Linked DNA regions of Mus musculus: all the other regions are linked to region 3. Evidence: chromatin contacts called from public HiChIP or PLAC-seq data. All regions are on one chromosome and are shown on one strand. Each heading gives the region's core, a stretch centred on a gene start, on an enhancer-like site or on the middle of the called end of the contact. The rest is flanking DNA. Distances are from core to core; before and after follow the strand shown. Region 1 overlaps Tbx3os1 (T-box 3, opposite strand 1). Region 2 has its middle 19 kb from the start of Tbx3os2. Region 3 has its middle 48 kb from the start of Gm42016.

Region 1 (3,819 bases), core at 821-3,320, 280 kb before region 3:
TGGAGAGATGGCTCAGTGGCTAAGAGCAATTGTTGCTCTTGCAAAGGACGCAGGTTGAGTTCCCAGAACCCTACATGATGGCTAACAATGGTTTTGTTCTAGGGGATAAGACTCTTTTGTGGGCGCCCCTAAATACATGCAGGCAAGGCACTCATAGGCATAAAATAAACAAGTAAATAAATATTTTTAAAACAACTTTAAACCTCAGGCTAAAAGTGGCTCTTGTCATCCCAACACTCAGCAAACAGGGTCAGGAGGACCCTTGCAAGATCTTGGTTTGCCTGGTCTACACAGGGACTTTGAAGCCAGGCAGGGCTACACATCAAGATTTTGTCACAAAACCAATGCAAGAGAGAAGCTTGGTCTACCACATTGGAAGACTTCAAACACGTGCTAGGACTTGATTTACAGAGCAGGAGAGGGAGGGAGGGAGGGAGGGAGGGAGGGAGAGAGAGAGAGAGAGAGAGAGAGAGAGAGAGAGAGAGAGAGAGAGAGAGAGAGAGAGAGAGAGAGAGAGACTGTCTCACTCACTCACAGAGCTTCTGTGGTCTGGGAGTGGCAGGGAGGGAGACCTGGCTTTCCTATCAGTTTTATCAGAGCCAGGTTTTTAGAAAGTAGTCATTCGAGGATGAAAAGAATGTCAAAGAAGACACAGAGACTAAAAGGGGAATACTCATTTGGGCTGCCTGTGGTGGTACATGCTGCTGAGGCAGGAGGATTACAGCAAGTTGGAGACCTGCTTGGGCACTATAGCAAGAATAAGCAACAACAACAACACAACAAAAGAATTGTGTCTAGTTCCAAAAATACATTTTAAGGGAATTAGTGCTTCTCCAAATGGATTCTAATGTGCAAAACAAGTCCAGGAAAAACAAACCTATTTTGAGATGATAGAAATGAAGCTTGGTGTAAGTGCTGGAAAACCCGGGTTTCCACAAGTGTTTGCTGAGTACATTCTAACTCCCGAACACTGCACACCATTCTGGAAGCTCATGGGAGGAAGGGTTCCTTCCAGGTTGGCCGTCCTGAGTTTTCTTTGCTGGGGTTAAAAAAGAATACATTTTAGCCCATTTTGAAGACAAGAAAACAGAAGATCTAGGAAGCAGGGGGTGGAAGGAGACAGTTAACTCCAAGGTCTTAAAAAAGGTAGCACTAGACAGTGGCAAGGTGACGCTACGCAGGTTTTCAGTCCTAGGAAGGTTAGCTGCTGGGAACTTCGGAAACTAGGTCCAACAGCCAGGTCCCCACAGGGTGAAGGGCACTGGCAGGCATCACCATTCGTACTTCTCCAGAACTGCTAGCTTCCAGAATTGAGATCTAACTGCTTCCACTCAGTGTGAGCTCTTTGCTTCTGAGTGGATTGAGACCTCCTCCCAAACCTCTAAGGAGGCTCACTCCACAGCACCGCTGTTGAAATAGCACCCGCCAAGGAATCCCATAATCCTTTTCCCCACTCCCTGTCAGTCCCACTCCCCATCAGTGTCCCAATGCCTTAGACCGCTTTCCAGGTAACGTGAGCCTTGAGTGTTTGTTGATTGGCTGGATAGACTAACTCTCCTTTAATTTTTTTTTTCCAGGAAACACATGAGAAGTTGGTTTATGTGTATGTGTGTGTGTGTTTTGTTTTTTTTTGTTTGTTTGTTTGTTTTTGCTTGTTTGTGAATGAATAAGGGTGAGACTGGTGGATAAGGTAAGAGTGATTTTGATATCTTCTGGTGCCTGAGAAAGCCACTTTCCAGCAGCTTTGGGAAGGAAGGCACTTTGACTTTGTCTATATTTTCGCCCTATACTTCGTTAGGATGATGGATGAGGGAGAGAGCCCACCCCACTGTGAGGTCAACTTAATAGACTGGGATCTTCTCCCTCCACTGAAACTGACAGTTCTTCCTCATGGCTGCCTGCTGGGTTCCACCCAAAAGGTGACTTTTCGTGTCTAGCTCCCAGGAAGCTGAGTGTCCAGTCTAGCTCCATTCTGATGAGCCTTCAGGCAGCCAAGGCTGGGAAATCACATCCCACTCCCATCCTGGATAGAGGGCTTGGCTTGAATGTATCACCTGGTCCTCGGACTTCCCAGACATGGGCAGAGTCCCTCCTTGAATCTCTAGGGTTCCAATCAGACTCTAGACCATCTCAGCTCCCAGTCGCTTACTCAAATAAGTTTTTTTTTTTCCGACAATTATTTGAGAAATTCTCCCGGGAACAGGAATGGCCACAGTTTTCTCACACCTCAGATGCATTTTTGTTGCTCTTCGGAAAAGGCAGGTAATTTCACGGAGAAGCTCATTTGCCCCAGGTAACTTACTGACACACTGGGGCACCTAGAAGCCCGCAGCTGCACAGCCAGTTTCTTCTTGAGCCTTTTTAATCTCAATGGGGATGCTTGGTTGATGACTGGGTATTACCCTCGCCCCCTCGCCCCACCCCCACCCCCATTACTGTAGAATCACTCACTATGCAGCAACCTTGAACTTCCAATCCCCCTGCCTCCATTCCATCTCCCCAGTGCTAGGGATTCGCATGCTGATCAACCCCAGAGTTTCCTGCATACTAGGCATGCACTCTACCAATGGAACCACACCCAAGTTGGTATCTCACTGGCTTTGGGGCTTGGTCCAGGAGAGCTGCGAAATTGGTGGCGGTCAGGGAAGTGGCTGGAGGACAAAACCTAAATTTTGGAAATGGAGATCTTTCAAGATTTTTTTTTAATGTATAGACAAGTGTGTGTGTGTGTGTGTGTGTGTGTGTGTGTGTGTGTGTGTGTGTGTGTGTGCAATCGATATAGTCCAGACAGCACTTCACAAAGGGGCTCCAGGCGGTGCCTCCTCAACACAGCCTCTTACCCACCGCCCGTCGGGAATTAATTGAGCCCTGAAAGAAGGAACCAAGGAGCTCCAGATAATTAGTCAAGAAATGAATCAAGCCCCAGCGGTCTGGCCAGGACTCCTAGGGCGCTGGTTTTGTGCAAGCCCGAATGGGTCACTGGGTCGGTGGGGAGCTGGTCTTAGGCCGGGTGTGGCGCGGCGGGAAGCTCGGCTTGGACGCCTGGGCCCGGCGCCCTGAGCACTGGCTCCTCCTTCCGTCTGTCTGTTTCGGTCTGTTCCCCCCACCCCTGGTTTCTTTCTTCCCCTCTGATCTTGGCCGTCACCCCCCTCTTCTTTCCGGTTCTCTCCAGTTCCCCCCAGACTGGATTGATCGAGGTTCTTGTGAGCCCTAGCCTTAGGCTGGAGGCATCTGGGGATTCGAGATGCTGGGGATGGTCCGAACCCCGAGACTGAGAGGGACCTGCAGGAATGCCACCTCCACCCGCAACTTTGGAGACCAGAGACTGCTATATGTCACTAGATAGAACTCTTCCTTCTTGAGCCATCCGGATCTGAGGTCCAGATCCGAGATCCCAAAGCCCTGGGAAATAATGAAAGATTTTGAAGACATTTGCTAACACTGGCCTGCGAGCTCTCCCTTAAGAACTTACGACCTATATACAGCTCAGTATTTACTGAGGCCTACCAAGTTCCCACTTGACAAGCTCCTTGAACAATTGCTTCAGTGGAGATTTGGGCATTCCAGTCTGAAGCGGGCATCCTGGGCATCCCGGGGAAGGAGGGAAGTGAAACACTCCTCCAATGAGCTCAGAGCACTGGGATCCTTTTTTTCCCTGGAGTCCCATAGCAAAAGAGGGGAAAGGCTGGATGTCTCACTGGCTAGCTGTGCCCTTCCTCCTGCCACTGGTTTCTTAGGGAACTTAAGACACAGGTGTGCTCCTGCCTTAGCCTGATAGCAAATGCTTAGGACCAACAAGAGTGTCCCCAGAATTGTCTT
Region 2 (4,085 bases), core at 607-3,106, 340 kb before region 3:
TGCCCTTGAACTTCCTTTCCCTGGCCTCCCGCACTTGCTAGGATTACAGATGAGCACCGCTGTGCCTGGCTATGGTGGCTACTTTACAACACCATGGGAGAGTGGATTGAGACCAGTGAGGTTGGTAGATCTTTAATCCTAGGACTTGGGAGACAGAAAAAAATTCAGGTGAGAAGCACAAACACTCTCAAGTGACCAGAGCCACCTGAGCAGTAAGAGCACTGCTGGCTCCAAACACTGGATCTCAAATTATACTACGTAGTTAGAGCAGCACAAGATTTGACTTTCTCAATGTTCAACTATGCATCGTGTTCATGCAGTGCCCATGGGGGCCAGAAGAGGGTGCAACGTCACCTGAAACCTGAGTTACAGATGGTTGTCCCCTGTCGTGTGGGTGCTGTGAATCCAGGTCCTCTGGGAGAGCAGCCAGCACTCTTAACCACTGAGTCATCTCTCTAGACCCTTGGTTTTGGGGTTTTGTTTTGTTTTGTTTATGACAGGGTCTCCTTATGTAGTCCTGGCGGGCTTGGACACCTGTCTCTGCCTAGACAGTGCAGGGATTAAAATGTGTGACATCGCCGTGCCCTCTTCTGGCCTCCTCCAGCACCAGGTAGCCACGTGCTACCCAGGCAGAAGATCTATACACATACACATACACATAAAGTCAAATAATAATTTTAAGATATTTTAGGGGAAAAATGGTAAAGCAATCGGGGTGTGGAGACTGAGGCAGGAGGATTGTAAGACTGAGCACTGCCTGGATATATTGGAGTTGTGGAGGGGTAGTAAAAAAGTAAGACGACCTGAGATCAAATCCCAGCACCAGTGTAAAAAGCACTGGGGACAGAGACAAGCAGATATGTCCCAGGAGGTCAATGTCCAATTAATTAATTAATCAATTAATTTTGTCTATGTGTGCATGAGTATGTGTACCACTGGACCCGAGTGAAGATCAGAGGTCAAGTTATGAGAGTCTTGCCTTCCACCATGTGGGTCCTAAGGATTGAATTCAGGTCCTCTGGCTTGGTGGCAAGCACCTTTATCCACTGAGCCACCCCCTGGCTTGTCCAGGGATTTTGTTTCATGTTCCTCTCCACCTCATCCCCTTTGGTAGCTCTTGTTTGAGCTTTTGTTTTGTTTTCTGCTAGGGACTGAAGAAGGGACTCCAGACCTCAGGCATGCTAGGAAAGCACTCTACCACTGGGCTGCGCTCTCGGCCTCTCTTACCCGCTAGGTCTAGGTCTTTCTGCGGAGGCACCACATCTGAGCACTGCATTTTACAGAGGAGAATTGGCGGCTCAGAGGATGACCTTGTTTGCCCCAGGTTCCATGGTCGATGGACATCCGAGAAAATAAAAGGTTGCTTCTCCCCTATTCCAGAGATGACTCCAGTTCACTGTAAGCAGAAAAAAGAAAGAAAGAAAGAAAAAAGAAAGAGAGAAAGAAAGAGAGAAAGAAAGAGAGAAAGAAAGAAAGAAAGAAAGGAAGGAAGGAAGGAAGGAAGGAAGGAAGGAAGGAAGGAAGGAAGGAAGGAAGGAAGAACTCAACCTAGTCTAACCGATAGCGGACTGTACTCTCTGTCACGGTGAAGATGTTTTTAAAGCAAACAAACAAACAAAATAAAAGAGCAAACAAACAACACACACACACACACACACACACACACCCCAAACCAAAAATAAAAAATAAAATAAAAACTTCATTCAATGTTTATTTAGTTATCCAGTGTTGAGCCAACCTAGGGCCTTGCGCCTGCGCACAGGTTTTCTACTGCTGAGTCACACCTACAAGCGGACATGGGATGGGATTCAGGTGATTGTGATCACGAGACTCTAAATTCAATTCCCAGCCTCGTCCTAGTCAGGGAGCGGGCTCTCTCTGCATCTGGACCAACCACTGTAAAAGACTAAGAAGCAGAAACAGGGAGGCGTCTCCGGGAGGTATGAATTGGGGTGGAGGCGTGGGTGGGGCCTGCGGTCCACGTTTAACCTGGTTTTCTGCCAGACTTAAGACTGAAGCTGAGAGGGAGACGGTACCGAAAGCGGGGAGGCCCTGAGGCTGGAGACTACCCTCTAGTCCTTCAGGAAAAGGAATTTGCTGTGCTAAGTCCCCGAGGCCAGAGGGGGACCCTGAGAGTCAGGCGCTAGGAAATCAATCCAGTGTCCTCTGCTTGTGTTGCAAACAAACAAGATTAGCAAATCAAAGCCCTAGCTTTCTTACTGAAGCAGTCCTGCCCCAGGGGGAGGATCCACTAGAAAGTGCTAATCCACGGACAACCTCGGCTTCTTTTACCTCCAACTGTGTGAGTAGGGAGCTACCCACCCTCTCTGTGACTCAGTTTCCTTGGGCTTAAAAAGGATATCATTGGGCTGGTGAGATGGCTCAGTGGGTAAGAGCACCCGACTGCTCTTCCGAAGGTCCAGAGTTCAAATCCCAGCAACCACATGGTGGCTCACAACCATCTGTAACGAGATCTGATTCCCTCTTCTGGAGTGTCTGAAGACAGCTACAATGTACTTACATATAATAAATAAATAAATCTTTAAAAAAAAAAAGGATATCATTGTAGGAAACCACTTTGTAAACTTTTTAAAAAGAATTTAAAATAACGTTGCCGGGGTTTTGTTGAGCACTTACAAGCGCGCCTTTCGAACCTGGCTCAGCCATAGAGCAATGCGCTGGAATCCTCTGCAGAAGAGCTGGGGCTGGGTTTCAGTGGTAGAGCTAAACTCAGAGCACTGATTTAGAAATCCGCTATGGTGGTGTGGCACCCTGGGGCTGTGGCTCTGGGGCAGAGTGCTTACCTAGGATGTGCAGGATCTCGAGTTCGAGCCTCAGCACTAGGACATGAACTCAACTCCCCCCACCCCGTATAGAAAGGACCTAATTTCTGCATCCATATTTTGTGTATCGTGTGGCTCACAACTGCCTTTGTGGGTAGTGAGTGTGCAGATGCATAACTAAATAAAAACAAATCTGGCTCTGTACTCAGAGCACGGTGTGTGTGTGTGTGTGTGTGTGTGTGTGTGTGTGTGTGTGTGTGTGAGAGAGAGAGAGAGAGAGAGAGAGAGAGAGAGATCCCAGCACCCATTTGATGGCTCACCAGAATCTGGTGCCCTCTTCTGGCCTCCATGGGTACTGCATGTGCGTGTGTATAACACACACACACACACACACACACACACACACACCCACACACGAAGGCAAACACTCACACATAAAGACATAAAGTCAGATCTTTAAATATGGCATCCTACTGAGGAATAGTCAACTATGTTAGAGAATAGTAATTGATAATTTTAAAAAAAAGGTGGGAGATCCGCCTGGAAACAGGGGAACCACACTTTACAATAACAACAGAACAATTCGTAGTAACAATCGAATTGATGAGTACGTTTCAAAATACTTTTCTTCTAGGATAGTTGCTTGGCTTACACTCCTAAATTGGGGGGCAGGAGGAGAAGGCAGAGAGGTGGACCCCCATTATTAACCCAGCTTCACACTGTTAGGAAAGGTGATGTAACCTATACAGCAAGAGCATGCAGATATAAATGCACAGAATAGTGACCAGGATCTGGAAACAAATGTACAGGCTTTTGCACATCTAACCACGTACAACCAGATACACCTGACCCTCTGGTCACTTTCTATGTAATTGTATGGTGCAGACAGCTGAATGTGTGTCTCTCTGACCACACTGAATGCAGAGCAAAGGCTGATGAGGGCGTGCCATCTGGGCAAATGCTTAAAGAAGACTTTTTTTGCGAAACTAGACTCCCCGAGGATCCAGAAAGACTCGCTAGTCTCCCCCCAGCAATAAGCAAAAACCTAAAGGGTAGAAGGCACCCCAATTCAAGGGAATTCCTAGACCTTCCACCTCAAACCCAGCTGCTGATTCCCTGGGGTACACAGGCTAGGAACCCTGATGTTGTCATTTAAGGATGCCTTTCTCCACGACGGGCTAGCCTGAGCTGCACAGTGAGACCCTGGCTTTCCTTCCCTGCCTTCTGTATTTGTAAGGAACATACTGTGTGGCCGTCCAGAGAGCCAGGTTCAGGGACGTCTTGGGAAGGTGTCACTGCCCC
Region 3 (4,048 bases), core at 748-3,247:
CAATGCATGCCAGGCAACTGAGTTAGATACCCAGGAAGCTGCATTAAGATGGGAGGAGAGAGAACTTCACAAAGTTGTTCTCTGATGCCCACATGCGAACTGTGGTGTATGCATCTCCTCATCATAATCTCTCTCTCACTCTTGCTCTCTCTCTCTCTCACTCTCTCTCTCTCTCACACACACACTCACACATGAGAGAGAGAGACAGAGAGAAGAGAAGAGAAGAGAAGAGAAGAGAAGAGAAGAGAAGAGAAGAGAAGAGAAGAGAAGAGAAGAGAAGAGAAGAGAAGAGAAGAGAAGAGAAGAGACAGGGAGGGGAGGGGAGACAATGGAGAAGGAGACCGCAATGGGGAGGGGGAGGGAACTGGGACGGAGAGAGAGAAAAAAGTCTAATAGTCCAAATACAAATGTAAGGTAGAATATATCACCACCCAGGCACCCTGCTTGGGTTATTTCACTCAGTATGCACCTGTAAAGGTTGATGTGGCCAGTCTCATCTTGCCAGAGGGAGGGAGATGCTGAGGCTTATACAAGTGATCAAGATCATCTGGTTAGGAACAGCCCAGGCTATCTTAATAGCTTCCTTCGGTCAACCCTAACTCTTATTAAAACGATATTGTTAACTTTAAGACTCACCTCTGTAGCTTGTGTTATTGCATAGCTAACATTCATAGCCATGAATATTTCTCTTCTACTGAGGGCGAAGACTATTCCCTCACATCTGTGAGTTTGGACCTGGGTAGAACTTGCATTGGTCCACACAGTACAAGGAGGTACAGGTTGAGCAGGGATGTTGAACATACTTAGCTTTGAGCTCTCTTTAAGCTACAGTGAAAAGGAGTGACCCGCCCTCACCATGTGTGTGTGTGTGTGTGTGTGTGTGTGTGTGTGTGTGTGTAGATGCACACATATGTGGAAGCCAGAGGATAACCTTGGGTACCCCTATCCCCACCCTACACAACCAGGATACAAGGGCTATGATGCACCTGTCTCCACCTCCCAGGCCAGGATGAGGAGTAAGTACCAATATATCCAGCCTTTTCTTTCTTTTTAATATCGGTTCTGGGTGTCAACCTTAGGTCCTCATTCACACAAAGCAAGCACTTTACTAGATGAGCCATCAACAAGCTGGACCATTCCTCTTATATCCAGCAAAGACGTTGGTCGCCAAGCAAAGCCCCACCTCAGCCCCACCCAAGGTCATTACAGACTCTCTTGTAAAACTTAAATGCCCATTGCTGTCAGCTGTTGGTTTGTAGAATGGCTTGTTATGCAACATTATTGTGGTAATAGCTGACTAATACACTCTCTCTTACAGTGTGTGGGAAGAAGGCAAAGTGGCCACTGGTTTCTTATTTCTTACATTTATTTGTAATATACGTAATGTACATATATTATGTACGTAAACTTTTTTTTTTTGGCATGCTTAGTCAGGAGAGCGGGAGTGAATCTTCAGAGACTTCAAGGGACATAATTGTCTCTTGGCCTGGAGACATAGGCCTGGGAATTAGAGATGCTTGAACTATATACCCTCAGACCTGACTCACACACACTGTCTGGGTACCAGGAGGTCATTTTTCCTTCATGGCTTTAATTTATTTTTCTATTAAAGCCTTTGAATCAGAATGACGATAGTTCATAGCAGCCCACTTAGATTTTTTTAGTGATGCTTGCTTCAAATACTTAACAAACGTAGAGGATGGATCCAGGCATAGGATGAACACTCTGTGATTGATTATTGATGTCTGCCACGAACGCAGGTTGTTGTTTTGTTTTGTTTTGATTCATTGTCCAATCTACAGCAGAGGATCTCAGAGTCTAAGAAGGCAGACAGTTGTCCTTATACCCTGACGGAGTTTGAGTTTGAGTGGGGTGGGAAATGAGATCTCCTGTGAACAGTTAAAAGCGGGGGTGGAGGCGGGGGATAGAGTTCACAGACAGTGCGAGGTCATGGCGACCCTTTTGTAAAATTCCTTGCATTTCCGCAGAGGGGTGTCTATGGCGAGTCGCAGCTGCGAGGGTAAAGCACACACCCATGGGCCCACCAAATGCTGGGGGATCTGAACTCACAAAGGCTGGGGCTTTAAGCATTAAAACTGATCCAGGAGCTTTTCCGAGACTGTGAGGGAGGCTGCCAGCTTTGGGTCTTTCAAGGCAGGTGCAACATTTTCTCATGTTGGGGTGACGGGTACCATTTGGTCAATAACATAAAAGCGCCCAACCTGTGGCCAATCGGCGCTAAGCAAGAATCAAAGCAGAGACATGCAGCCCTCCACACGCGCATGCGCGGCCTGTTGACTGTGGGGATGTGATTGGCTGCTCGCAGGTGTTGGTTTTGGACACCCACCCCTTTCTAAATCCATGCCTACACCTGGCATGGCAGTTCTGTCTGCAGCTCCTGGATTAGTCACTAAGCATCATATTTAAAATGTTTAGAGAACACGGATTCAAAGATTAATCTGCTCGCAGGATGCTTTTGAGAAAGCCATCGGCTTTTTTTTTCTTTTTTCTTTTCTTTTCTTTTTTTTTTTTTTTGTGATCTGCTTCTCAGAGTTCAATGTGACCACCTGCTTGTTTGCTGTCACCTTGTGTCTGGCCGCTGTGATGTGTTCCAAGGCAAGAGGCAGATGGAAGGAGTGATTGCTAGGATGGAAGCGCCCTCCAGCCAAGCATGTCTGGGAATAGCATGGAGCAAGGAGGAGAAATATGACACCCGTTATGTCATTTGCTCTTCGGGGTTTTGGGGTTTGTTGTTGTTGTTGTTGTTTTGTTTTGTTTTGTTTTGTTTTGTTTTGAAATGGAGTCTCATGTATTTCAGACCGGTCCTCAACTCTCCATTGTAGCTGAGGATGATCTTGAACTTCTAACCCTTCTGCTGCCACCTCCTAAGTGATGAGATTACAGATATTCAGTAGGTCCCGTTCACCCTCTATATACATTTTGATGGTGTGGTAGAATATAGATAGGTGAGTGTTGGTTACCCAGAATGCAGATGAAGGATAGGGGGATGAGGGGACGTGACTGATATCCTTTCCCGACATGCAATGCGTCTAGTTCCTATGTTTACTTATTCCTAACCATGGCTCCTGGGTCACTGATTACTGTTTGCAGGGGTGATTCGGTGAAGTCTCGGATCTGCAACAAGCTCAGCTCTTTCTTAAACAGAATGAAAACGACCTGGAACACATCACAGAGGCCAGACACAAAGTGTCAGCAAACAAGCGGGTGGTATAGTTGAACTCAGAGGAGCAGACCACAAAACAGCAGCAGCAACAGCAACAGCAACAACAACACAATGAATAATTACTGTTGACTGACCACTTACTATGTCACTGAGGCCCAGTTTGCCTTCAGATTCTATAAGGGCTAGTCTGATGGCTCACACCTTTAACCCCAGTACTTGGGAGGCAGAGGCAGACAGATCTCTGTGAGTTTGAGGCCAGCCTGGTCTATATAGTGAGTTCCAGAACAGCCAGGGATGTATAGTGAGATATTGTCTCAAAAGTCAAAGAAAGGGATTAGATTACAATCCCACCAATTCATGTTCCTTCGTGGAGAACAATAAAAACCACTTACTGGCACTTGTTTTGGATGCCCATTGCAGGAAAAGGCATGTCGTTATTGGTGAGTTCATCTCAATAGAAATTCTGTAAGCTGAGTCCAGCTATTGTTCCTATTACTGAGGCCACAAAACTGAGGTTCACTGGGATCCTGTTTACTTGCCTGAGATCACTCAGACCTACTTGTGCAATTGATTGTTTAGTGACATAAAGGGCTGATTTTCTTCACTGAATTGTCCAAAGTGTATCAGCTAGCTATTGCTTCAACTCTCGATAGCATGTAACAGCAAGCATTTGTTCTACCTGTATCTGCTTGCTCACCAGGGCATCTCTGTTGACTTTACTGTGAAGATCCAGGCTGGGCTCAGCCAGAGGGCTTTTCATTTCAAGTTTTAAGCTCCCAGGTCCAGCTGGGATGCTGCGATCTGTGTGTTTTGGGCAGTGGTCTAACCAGGACTTTGGTATCCTTGGGAGTGAAGGGTGTGTGT

What was found. HiChIP or PLAC-seq counts read pairs in DNA pulled down with a chosen protein or histone mark.
Region 1: a contact with region 3 is called in an H3K27ac HiChIP or PLAC-seq map of embryonic stem cells, with 9 read pairs. The contact joins two enhancer-like sites. A contact is called at or near these places in 7 of 39 promoter capture datasets (the 3T3-L1 cell line, 3T3-L1-derived adipocytes, the HPC-7 cell line and 4 more), 3 of 484 Hi-C or Micro-C datasets (embryonic fibroblasts, nephron progenitors and uterus), 12 of 115 datasets of contacts at active chromatin or transcription factors (craniofacial prominence, embryonic forebrain, embryonic limb bud and 6 more) and 3 of 9 other capture datasets (embryonic stem cells, embryonic tail and embryonic trunk).
Region 2: a contact with region 3 is called in an H3K27ac HiChIP or PLAC-seq map of embryonic stem cells, with 5 times the contacts expected there. The contact joins two enhancer-like sites. A contact is called at or near these places in 1 of 15 datasets of contacts at CTCF or cohesin (embryonic stem cells) and 8 of 115 datasets of contacts at active chromatin or transcription factors (embryonic stem cells and stem cell-derived neural progenitor cells).

Annotation. Positions count from the first base shown.
Region 1 is chr5:119,656,237-119,660,055 of GRCm38.p6, reverse strand. All of the region lies in intron 1 of Tbx3os1 (T-box 3, opposite strand 1), which reads left to right. It overlaps Gm16064 (a long non-coding RNA gene), which reads right to left. Exons shown (of 2, transcript XR_878735.2): 2 at 794-1,039. Among named protein-coding and RNA genes, the nearest start is that of Gm16064, 12 kb to the right of the region's middle. Within about 2 kb of position 2,070, at least 6 of the 459 cell types and tissues checked have an H3K27ac peak or open chromatin away from gene starts, as enhancers often do. A contact at or near this core is called in embryonic stem cells, where this site is marked.
Region 2 is chr5:119,708,077-119,712,161 of GRCm38.p6, reverse strand. No RefSeq gene overlaps it. Among named protein-coding and RNA genes, the nearest start is that of Tbx3os2, 19 kb to the right of the region's middle. Within about 2 kb of position 1,856, at least 19 of the 459 cell types and tissues checked have an H3K27ac peak or open chromatin away from gene starts, as enhancers often do. A contact at or near this core is called in embryonic stem cells, where this site is marked.
Region 3 is chr5:119,372,185-119,376,232 of GRCm38.p6, reverse strand. No RefSeq gene overlaps it. Among named protein-coding and RNA genes, the nearest start is that of Gm42016, 48 kb to the right of the region's middle. Within about 2 kb of position 1,997, at least 8 of the 459 cell types and tissues checked have an H3K27ac peak or open chromatin away from gene starts, as enhancers often do. A contact at or near this core is called in embryonic stem cells, where this site is marked.